Regions from separate parts of the Sus scrofa genome. Here regions 1 and 3 are each linked to region 2. The links are chromatin contacts, called in public HiChIP or PLAC-seq and promoter capture Hi-C maps. All regions are on one chromosome and are shown on one strand. The core of a region is the stretch at or near the end of the contact, and the rest is flanking DNA. Distances in the headings are between cores, read along the strand shown.

Region 1 (3,113 bases), core at 105-2,604, 530 kb before region 2:
TTCTGCTGTAGACTGTCAAAATTAATTTTCAAATAGAATACTGCATTGGCCACCAACAAAAACTGTTGAAGAGAAGCACACTATTTTGATTTGCTCCAACATTCTACTTAGGTTTCAACTATAAAAGAATTACACTAATATCCATAAATGGGAATTCTACAACATAAATTACAGATATTGCAGAGTATGGGCCCCTAACCACACGTATACTTCACAGAACCCCCTTCTTTTCTCGCTGACCCAGGCTCTCAAAAGTGATCCAAAGACTTCTCCATCATTAAGCCTTGCGATTTGCAGCGCAACGAAAACAAAGCATTCTGACCAATGCATGTCTCAAATGATACTAGTACAATACTCATTCAAATACTTGTAAAGCTTCTTACTAATCATCTAACCCGGGTTAATACGGACAAGGACCGCCTGGGTATCTGCAAGCTCAGCTGAATCCCAGGACGGCACCTCAATTTGGAAGGGGCAGAACCTTATCTGGTTGTCACTGGATCTACACTTTCCCATGCTTCCCATATTTAAAAATTTACATCTTCCCAGAGGAGCAATAAATATACAAAGACGCCAGGGAGTGTGCCTGTAGGGAAGATGAGTGATCAAATTAAATCCCTACGCACGGAACCTTAAGCTTCAAAACTTTTCACAACGAGTCACAGCTGCAGGAACGAGGCAGGTTTTCTCACTTCTTTCCACGAGCCAGCTTCCCCCAAAACAGCGGTCTTGACTTACTGGTTAGTTGGAGGAGCGGTCAGCGGGATGGCCACCTCTTCCTCCTCGTATTCTGGTCCATCCAGAGAGTCACCTTCGTCCACTGTTCCCAGGCCTGCGCCCAACGGGGGCAGCTGAGGAGGTGGCGGCAGAGGAGGGAATCCACCGCCTGCCCCGAACGTCTCAGTAGACAACGAAGTGGTCCCCTTGGTGAGAGCCATCTCCCCGCCGGGTCCGGCAGCGGCAGCACCAGCCACGCCAGCAGCAGCACCTCCCCCTGACAGTCCGGCTCCCGCCAGTGCCCCAGCCACAGACCCAGGTCCCAGGATCGATGACCCCAGAGCGGCTCCTCCACCCAGAGTCCCGGCCACTCCAGCTTCCGCCTGCCCAGAATAGGGGCCAGCTGCCACAGGCAGGGCCGCGGGTATCTTCACCCGACACGCTGCCGGATAAGCACTCGAGCCCGCGGCGGCGCCGCCTCCAGCTGCCCCGGCGGTGACCGGGCCGCCTTCCTCACTGCCGGCCTCGGCCGCCATCATGTTGAAGCCCGCTCTCCTCTGCCCTGCTCTACTCGCCCGGGAGCCCCGGGGGCCACCAGGCCCGGGCTCCGAGCCGCCCCACCCAGGCGCGTCCCCCCTTCAGCTCCACAGGCGGAGGAAACAACAACAAAAGGAGAGAGCCCGCCGCCGCGCCCCCTCTTCGGGCCACAGCCCAGGCTCGGGAGCTACCCGGGTTACGGGAAGAGAAGTGGGCAAAAAACCCAACGCCTGCACAAACGCCGACCAAACCTTCACCTTACACACCCACACTCACGCACACATGCACAGAAGCGAAAAACTTCCCGGCTGCACTAAAGAGGAAGGGAAGCACAGGGGAAGCGGCTGGGGCGGCTGCCGATCCTTCAGCCACCGCCACCGCCGCCGCCGCCACCACCGCTTCTTCACCACCCCAGTTCCGGCCACCCCCACCGCAGCCACCGCCGGTGCCGCTGCTGGGGCTGGGGCCACTGCAGCCGCTTCATCCTCCACCGGGCTGAGATGGGAGGGGTGGGGAGAAAAGAGGAAGGGGGGCGGGGTAGTGGGGAAATCAACTGAATTGCTCCCAACCTGGAGCGCTCGGAGAAATCGACAAGAGAAAGGAAGGCGGGGCAAGGGAGGAGGAGCGGAGGGAAGGAAGGGCGGGGGGGCGAGGGGAGGAGGAGGGAGAGGGCAGCTTCTGCGCAGGCTCCTTCCCGGTGCAGGGGTGGTGGGGGGTGCTGGGCCTGGAGGAGGAAAAGGAAGAGTCGGGAGGGAAGGAAGCGGCGGGGACGCGCGGTTCGCGGACGCGCTCTCTGTCCGGCTCCGGGTGTAACGCGTGGCGGCGCGGCCTTTTCTACAGTCGGTGTGCGCCTCCCTCCCTGGGCTTTGTTTGTTGGGCCGGTGGGGTGGAGGAGGGGAGGAGTGGGTCTCGGCGAGCACGCGGCCGCTCAGCTAGGTGAAAAAAGGAGAGTCGAAATGAGACCTGGAGGGGTTGGACCGGAGGGACGGGGGAAAGGGAAAGGAAGATGCTGCGAAGCCAGTTCCCTGCTTCCTGACCGGTAGAACAAACTCCCTTGGTGGCGGCGCAGAAACCAGACGGCCGAGGTCGGCCTGGGTCGGGGTTGGAGGGGCGGACTGCTTCCAAGGTCTTAGGCGGTACTGCTTGTGTTTTCATTTTCTTTGCATAATATAAATTACTATAACACTACTACAAACTAAAATAATGTGAATTTTTTAAACTAGGTTCTGACAAAACGAAATGAATAAGGGAGGGGGCGTGTGTGGGGGCTAAGAATTTTGGTAGAAATAGCCAGATTTCTACGACCATACACCATTGTTTTCTTCACGATCCTTTCCCCCTATTGTTTGTATGTGTCTTCAGACACACTGCCTGTGCTATTGCAAGTCTGTTGGATACTGGTAAGGTGTGGAGAGGAGCAGTGCTGTAGACAACAGTAATCAACGCACTTTTGTCCTGGTTTGTGTGCCTAACAGTAGGGCGTGAAGACACAGGCACTTTAAACAGGCAATTGTCAAGAAGGTCCCAAAGTGTCGGTTACAATTATGTATAGTTTCAAGAATTACCAATAAACCAAAATTTCACCCTTAATATGTGCAGACAATGGCTTTTGTGCTGTCTTTTATATTAGAACATGTAAACATAACTGGAGGAATCATTCACCTTTTTTTTTATTCCAGTATATGTAATTTACCCTTTTAGATTCATACATTGTTCATTTTAATTTTCCCAGAAGGGATCTCACATTAAATACCATTAAATATTGATCTTTGAGATCAGATTTTCTCTGATAAGGATGGTCAAACCAACAAGAAGCACATTGAAGGAGCTGTAATAGACGCCAAAATAAAAAAGGAAAA
Region 2 (2,919 bases), core at 25-2,524:
TTAAGGATCCAGCTGAGGCTGTGGCTTACGCAAGCAGCTGCAGCTTGGATTCCACCCCTAGCCCAGAAACTTCCATATGCTGCAGGTGCAGCCCTAAAAAGCAAAATTAAAAAAGAAAAAAAAAAAAAAAACCCATTCATTATTTACCTGTCTCATGGATTATTTTTTAAGCAGTTGGTGTCTTACTATAAAGAAAGGTGCAGCAAATCCAGATCCAAAGTACAGAGTCATCATAGCTAGCAACCGCCACTTATTTTCCACTGAAAATGGCAAATTCTGTTGGGGGAAAAGTGAACAACAAAAACTGAACTTTAAAATCTGATCTTAATTTTACAGATCAAAATTAATTCCTACATAACCAAACTATACATTATATATCATAATCATGACATCTTTTTAAACATTATCTTTCAAATCCTATAACCTTCATCACACAAAATTCTAAAAAGCAAAAATATCTGGCTTTACTGATGAGCTCTACCTCTTTATACCCTTTCTCGGCTTATTAATGCCAGGCTTCATGTAACCTTCTGGGGCCCTTACTGCTAACTACCTGATTTTAATATACTTAATATAATCAGGTATTCCTGATTTTTATCAAGTGTATTTATTTACACTTGATGATAAAACCAGCTTTTCCAGCAAGGAGGGAGGATTAGTACTTGTAACTTAGCAAACTAGTCGGCGAAGATGAGACCCACACCACAGGCCCTCGTATCCTCAAGTTTTCGATGACCTTCACGTCCAGTCCGGTGACCTCTAACTAGTCTTTAGGCCACAACACCTGCAGCTAGGGCGTGCAAAGTCCTCCAGATCTTGAAGGACGGGGTGGAACGAAAAGGGGTACTGAGGGAGCGCTAGGGCGTGGTAAGGCCTGTGGCTTTACGAACTCCTTCCTTTTCGCGGCTATGGCGCGCAGTCCGGGCCCTGAGCTTTCTCTCTAGTCCCTGGGGGACATGGAAAGCTAGTCCACGTCCCAGCCCATGTTCTCGGTTTCCAATCTCCCTCACCACGGCCCACAGGCGGCCTTGTAGTTCAGCCAGTCGCAGGAGATGACCCCTACCCAAGGAAGCCAGGCCCTTTACGTACTAACCTTCCCTGGACCCTCCTCATAGTGGCTCCTACGGACCACAGAGGTTGTGAACCTCCGAATACTCTGTCCCAACATTGCGCTGTTGCAAGGTCTGCGAAAGGTGCAGAGACTGAAGGCAAAAGAAACGGCGACGCAGACTGAAGCCTCCCTTCCTCTTGACCTTGCTCCCCTGCGTGAAAGGGCCGAAAGGGAAGATGGGAAATGGGCAGAGCTCTCGGAAAACGCGACTGCGCGGCTCCCTCGGAGGATTGTGGGAATTGTAGTTCAGATACCCGCGGTCCCTTGTCAGCCCTGGAGGGTTGTGGGAAATGCAGTCTTCCTCCAGGTTTCGGTAGGGTGAGGCTTTTCCGAAGAGCGGTGCTTCTCTCAGATCAGAGTTCTTGGGGCCTGTCTCTGAAGCAATTTTACTGAAATTAGCGAAGCAGTTTCACTATGTGTATTCTAGCTCATGGAACAGGAAGATAAGCTCTCCCTATTCTTTTTTAGTGACTAGATGTGTATTCTAGTTCATGGAACAGGAAGATAAGCTCTCCCTATTCTTTTTTAGTGACTATCTGCTAAGTGCCTATGATTTGCAGCCAGCTGGCAGAGATGTTATGCTATGATCGCACTGGAAGCAAAAAAAGCATAAGCACAAGTAACCAAATGTGAAGTATAAAGGATGTCAGGAAAAAAACTGAGTCGAACTGCGAAAGGAAGGATGGCCAAAGATATCGAGAACTGAAGAAAACAGAAGTAGGGATAGGTGGAAGAGAAAACTCAAGGCCAACCTGAGTATAGCATGTTGGGATTGTGGAAGAGAAAGCAGCCACATGTACCTTGAGCCAGCCAGTACTAGAAATTGGTGTTCTCCTGTTGAACCCAAACAATAGCACAGAACGTGCACATCAAAGTTACTTTTGGCAGTGGTAGCTATTGAAAATAATATCACTCTATTATATCTGAACATAAACAAAACATGAACATTGTCAAGTCACAAAAATGACCAAACATCACCATCTGCAGTCAATATGATGACTTTTGTGTCTTTACCAATTACAACTTTAACTTTGGACTTATCTTTCTTTCTTCTAAGTTAAATTTAGTAATATAGCCAAAGCTTTGAAAAACTAACCTAAATCCTTTAAGTTCTAACACCTTACTGAGGTCCCCAGGGTTCCTGTGTGTATCAAGCCTCTCCTATTACAATGAGTAATAAACCCAGCTTCTTCAGTTATAGATGTATTCCTGGGAGTCTGACTAGTGGGTACTGGGAAGAAACTAGTTGTAAATGAGGTTGGGAAAATAGTATTAGGTTAGATTGTGAAGGGCCCTGCGAACTTAAGTTTTATGTTATTTTTGTCTTTTTTTTTTAAGGGCCACACCCACAGCATATGGAAGTTCCCAGGCTAGGGGCTGAATGGGAATTGTAGCTGCTGGCCTACACCACAGCCATAGCAACAACACCAGATTCAAGCTGTGTCTGCAAACCACACCACAGCTCATGACAATGCTATATCCTCAACCCACTGAGCAGGGCCAGGGATCAAACCCACATCCTCATGGATACCAGTTGGGTTCGTCACTGCTGCACTATCACTGTATCTCCAAGATTTATGTTATTCATCTGGAAGGGTGTATGTTGCTTCAGAGGGCTCACTTACATGCAGTAAATAAACAACGTCAAATAAGATCTGTCTTGCTTGGAAAACTAGGTAAAAGTGTAGGCTTTAATCTTTCTTTATCTTTTGAAAGAGAAAAGCCATGTTTCACTGTGACTTAAACCTTTTTAAAAAGTGAGTAGGTTTTATTTCTACAAGTAACTTGCATGTAATACATAACCGGTA
Region 3 (2,763 bases), core at 103-2,602, 670 kb before region 2:
TTCTCTTTTTCCCTCTTTTCTTAGCCAATGTACTACTCAACTTACTAACTTATGTTCAAGGAGTGTCTGGATCTCCGGTTATAAACTACAAATGGTGTGAGTTCAAGAAATTCAAATAACTGTAAAAGTCTACCTTCAACTGCACCCACCCAAACAAAACAAAAAAGGGGGGAAAAAAACTCTCTCTTTCATAAGGCTTTAAAAATATTTTCATTGAAAGCAGAGTTAGAGATACCATGAAACCTCTTTTTACCTATAGACCTTTTCAACTTTCTGAATCTCACTATCTTTATGTGCTTTTTTAATGTTTATTTTTAGGAAAACAACTTACAGTAAGTAAATCCATCCTTTCTAACACAATGTATGATGCACAGGAGAAGGTATGCCTAAATGGGACAAATATAAAATCAGTAAAGACTTTTATGTGATCAATGTAAATTCTGTATCTCAAAAACAATTTTGAAAGCATTAGTTTTACATATATATAGATAGATATAAAATCTTAAGTTTAATAACAGCTTGTTGTAAGGCTCCCTTGAGGGCAATAATAAAGATGGGAATCTCAAGAAAACCCTAAAATTACCACTACCATACATTGTGGCCTCAGAGATGGAAATGGGGGAGAGGATTGGCTAGTCATCAACAGAAGCAGAAGAAAAAAGGCACAGAAAATAATAGAAAGGGACACATACGTGTCACAACAGTGAAGGACAATACTCCTGCACTGCTTCTAGTTTTCCAATTAGCGCCCCAGACGTTCTTCCTTAAAACGGAAGGAAGGAATGCTTCTGCCCTAGGACCTTGACTGTTCCATCTGTTCCAATATCACCCGCTACATGATTGGTACTTCCGCGACTCTTTCAAGTCCTTGCTCAAATGTCACCTCAGTGAGACCTCCTCTGAACATTCTATTTAAAAGGTGACACCCTCTCACGTCCTTTCCACACTTCACTTATCCCACGTGAATTGCTTATGTTAGCTTCAACATAGCCACAAATTATTCCCTTTTGGACACCCTGCCTGTCGCTTCTCCTTTAAATCTTGTGGGGAAGGGCGGAGCTAGGACCGAGGCTAAAAGCGAGGAGGAGCCTTCTACAGGCTACGCCTACTTGCGTCGTGGGCAGCGGGCCAGCGATCCCGCGCGGAGACATTCTTCTCCTCTTCCGCTCCGGAAGCGCGACTGCGGAGGGGATTACCACGTGACCTTGACGTCAACGCGCCCGCGCCAGGCGGACCTGATTCCCTCGGCTTCCCAGGGGTCTTGGTTTGTGGCTTATCTGCTTTCCACTCTGGTGCGGCGCAGTTCGCGGTCCTCGCTCAAGGCCCTCTGGGCCTGGCCTCCAACTTAAGTATGTACCACAATAGTAGCCAGAAGCGGCACTGGACTTTCGCCAGTGAGGAGCAGCTAGCCCGGTTGCGGGCCGACGCCAACCGCAAATTCAGATGCAAAGCAGTGGCGAATGGGAAGGTAAGAGCTCCCGCTGCCGGCCCCTTACCTAGGTCTCTACGAGCTCTAGCCCGTCCCCCTCCGCCAGGACTCCCTGCACACCTTCTTCCTACCTGCCCCTGCCTTCTCAGTGCAGAGTGCGTTTATTTAGTAAACGACGAGCACTCTGCCGGATGCTCTGGGTTAGGGACAGACGAAACTATCCATCTTACAGTCAAGTGAAGGAAAGATAAAAAAGCAGTAACGGCAAAGAATACACTTTGTAGGATGCTAATATAATGAGGGGAGGGACTTTTCTCATCAGCTGTTGTGGAGAAGATGGGGGAAGGACCTTCCAGGTGGACAGAGCCACAAGTGCAAAGTAGAAGGTCAGTAATTGCAGGGCTGGTCCGTGGAACGCTCATGGTTCTGTGTGGCGGAAGCTGAGTACCTGTGCATGAAAGGCTGGAGAAGGTAGACAGGGGACTCGTAAATGGAAGTAAAGAGTTTAAAGTTTGTGAAATTTTATATTGGAAATTAACCCTGTTAGATTCTGTTGTAGAACGAGCTTTCTGGGAAAGAATGGATTGATTGGATGGGGCATGGTGGAGGCAGGGGGACAAGAGACCGTTAGCATGAACCAGTTGACCAGACAGAGATGGTTTGGACTGTGGCCTGCCAGCCACGTCCTTCCTGTTCTCCTTCCTCTTCGGTTTAATCTTTGCTCACAAGCTCCAAAAAAACACCACCATCCATTCTAGCTTCTGTGTCAGACCTGTTTTGATTCTGAGTACTGAGGTACCTTTACCTATAATTCACAACTTACTTCATATCACTTTGTGCTGCACAAAGTAATACATATTGTGCAAAATTCAAGTATTTAGTATGTGTGAGCTCATACAGCCCTCACAACTACTCCATGAGGTAGATACTGTTGTTTTCCTTGCTTTACATCTGAGGAAACTGAGGTACAGAGAGGTTGAATAACTTCTCAGGCTATATGCTAATAAGTGACAGAGCCAGGATTTGAACCCCTGGAATCTCGTTCCAGCATTCCTTCAGTAAACCACAAGGCTGTGCTGTCTTTAAAGTTAGAACCTGTGTTAGTTGCTTAGGACTGCTCTTAAAAAATTTACCACAAACTGGGTGCATTAAAACAGAAATTCATTGTCTAAAACAATGGAGGATAGAAGTCTGAGGTTCTGGAGGCTAGAAATCTGAGGTCAAGGTGTTAGCCAAGTGGTAATCTCTGTGGCTTCTAGGAAGGATCCTTCCTTTCCTCTTCCAGCTTCTGATAACCCGGGTGTACCTTTGCTTGCAGCAGCTAACTCCAATCT

What was found. Promoter capture Hi-C pulls out the DNA fragments that hold promoters and counts their contacts. HiChIP or PLAC-seq counts read pairs in DNA pulled down with a chosen protein or histone mark.
Region 1: a contact with region 2 is called in a promoter capture Hi-C map of liver, with 4 times the contacts expected there. The contact joins the promoter of RASA1 here to the promoter of COX7C in region 2. A contact is called at or near these places in 1 of 5 promoter capture datasets (liver), 1 of 47 Hi-C or Micro-C datasets (heart right ventricle) and 2 of 2 datasets of contacts at active chromatin or transcription factors (alveolar macrophages and skeletal muscle).
Region 3: a contact with region 2 is called in an H3K27ac HiChIP or PLAC-seq map of alveolar macrophages. The contact joins the promoter of CCNH here to the promoter of COX7C in region 2. A contact is called at or near these places in 1 of 5 promoter capture datasets (liver), 5 of 47 Hi-C or Micro-C datasets (embryonic fibroblasts, heart right ventricle, liver and 1 more) and 1 of 2 datasets of contacts at active chromatin or transcription factors (alveolar macrophages).

Annotation. Positions count from the first base shown.
Region 1 is chr2:94,877,856-94,880,968 of Sscrofa11.1, reverse strand. It overlaps RASA1 (ras GTPase-activating protein 1), which reads right to left and starts at 1,354. Exons shown (of 25, transcript XM_003354207.4): 1 at 739-1,354. The coding sequence starts at 1,256.
Region 2 is chr2:94,343,802-94,346,720 of Sscrofa11.1, reverse strand. COX7C (cytochrome c oxidase subunit VIIc) reads right to left here and starts at 1,274. Exons shown (of 3, transcript NM_001097474.1): 1 at 1,094-1,274; 2 at 148-276. The coding sequence starts at 1,168. The coding sequence ends at 160.
Region 3 is chr2:95,017,080-95,019,842 of Sscrofa11.1, reverse strand. CCNH (cyclin H) reads left to right here and starts at 1,352. Exons shown (of 9, transcript NM_001166313.1): 1 at 1,352-1,468. The coding sequence starts at 1,352.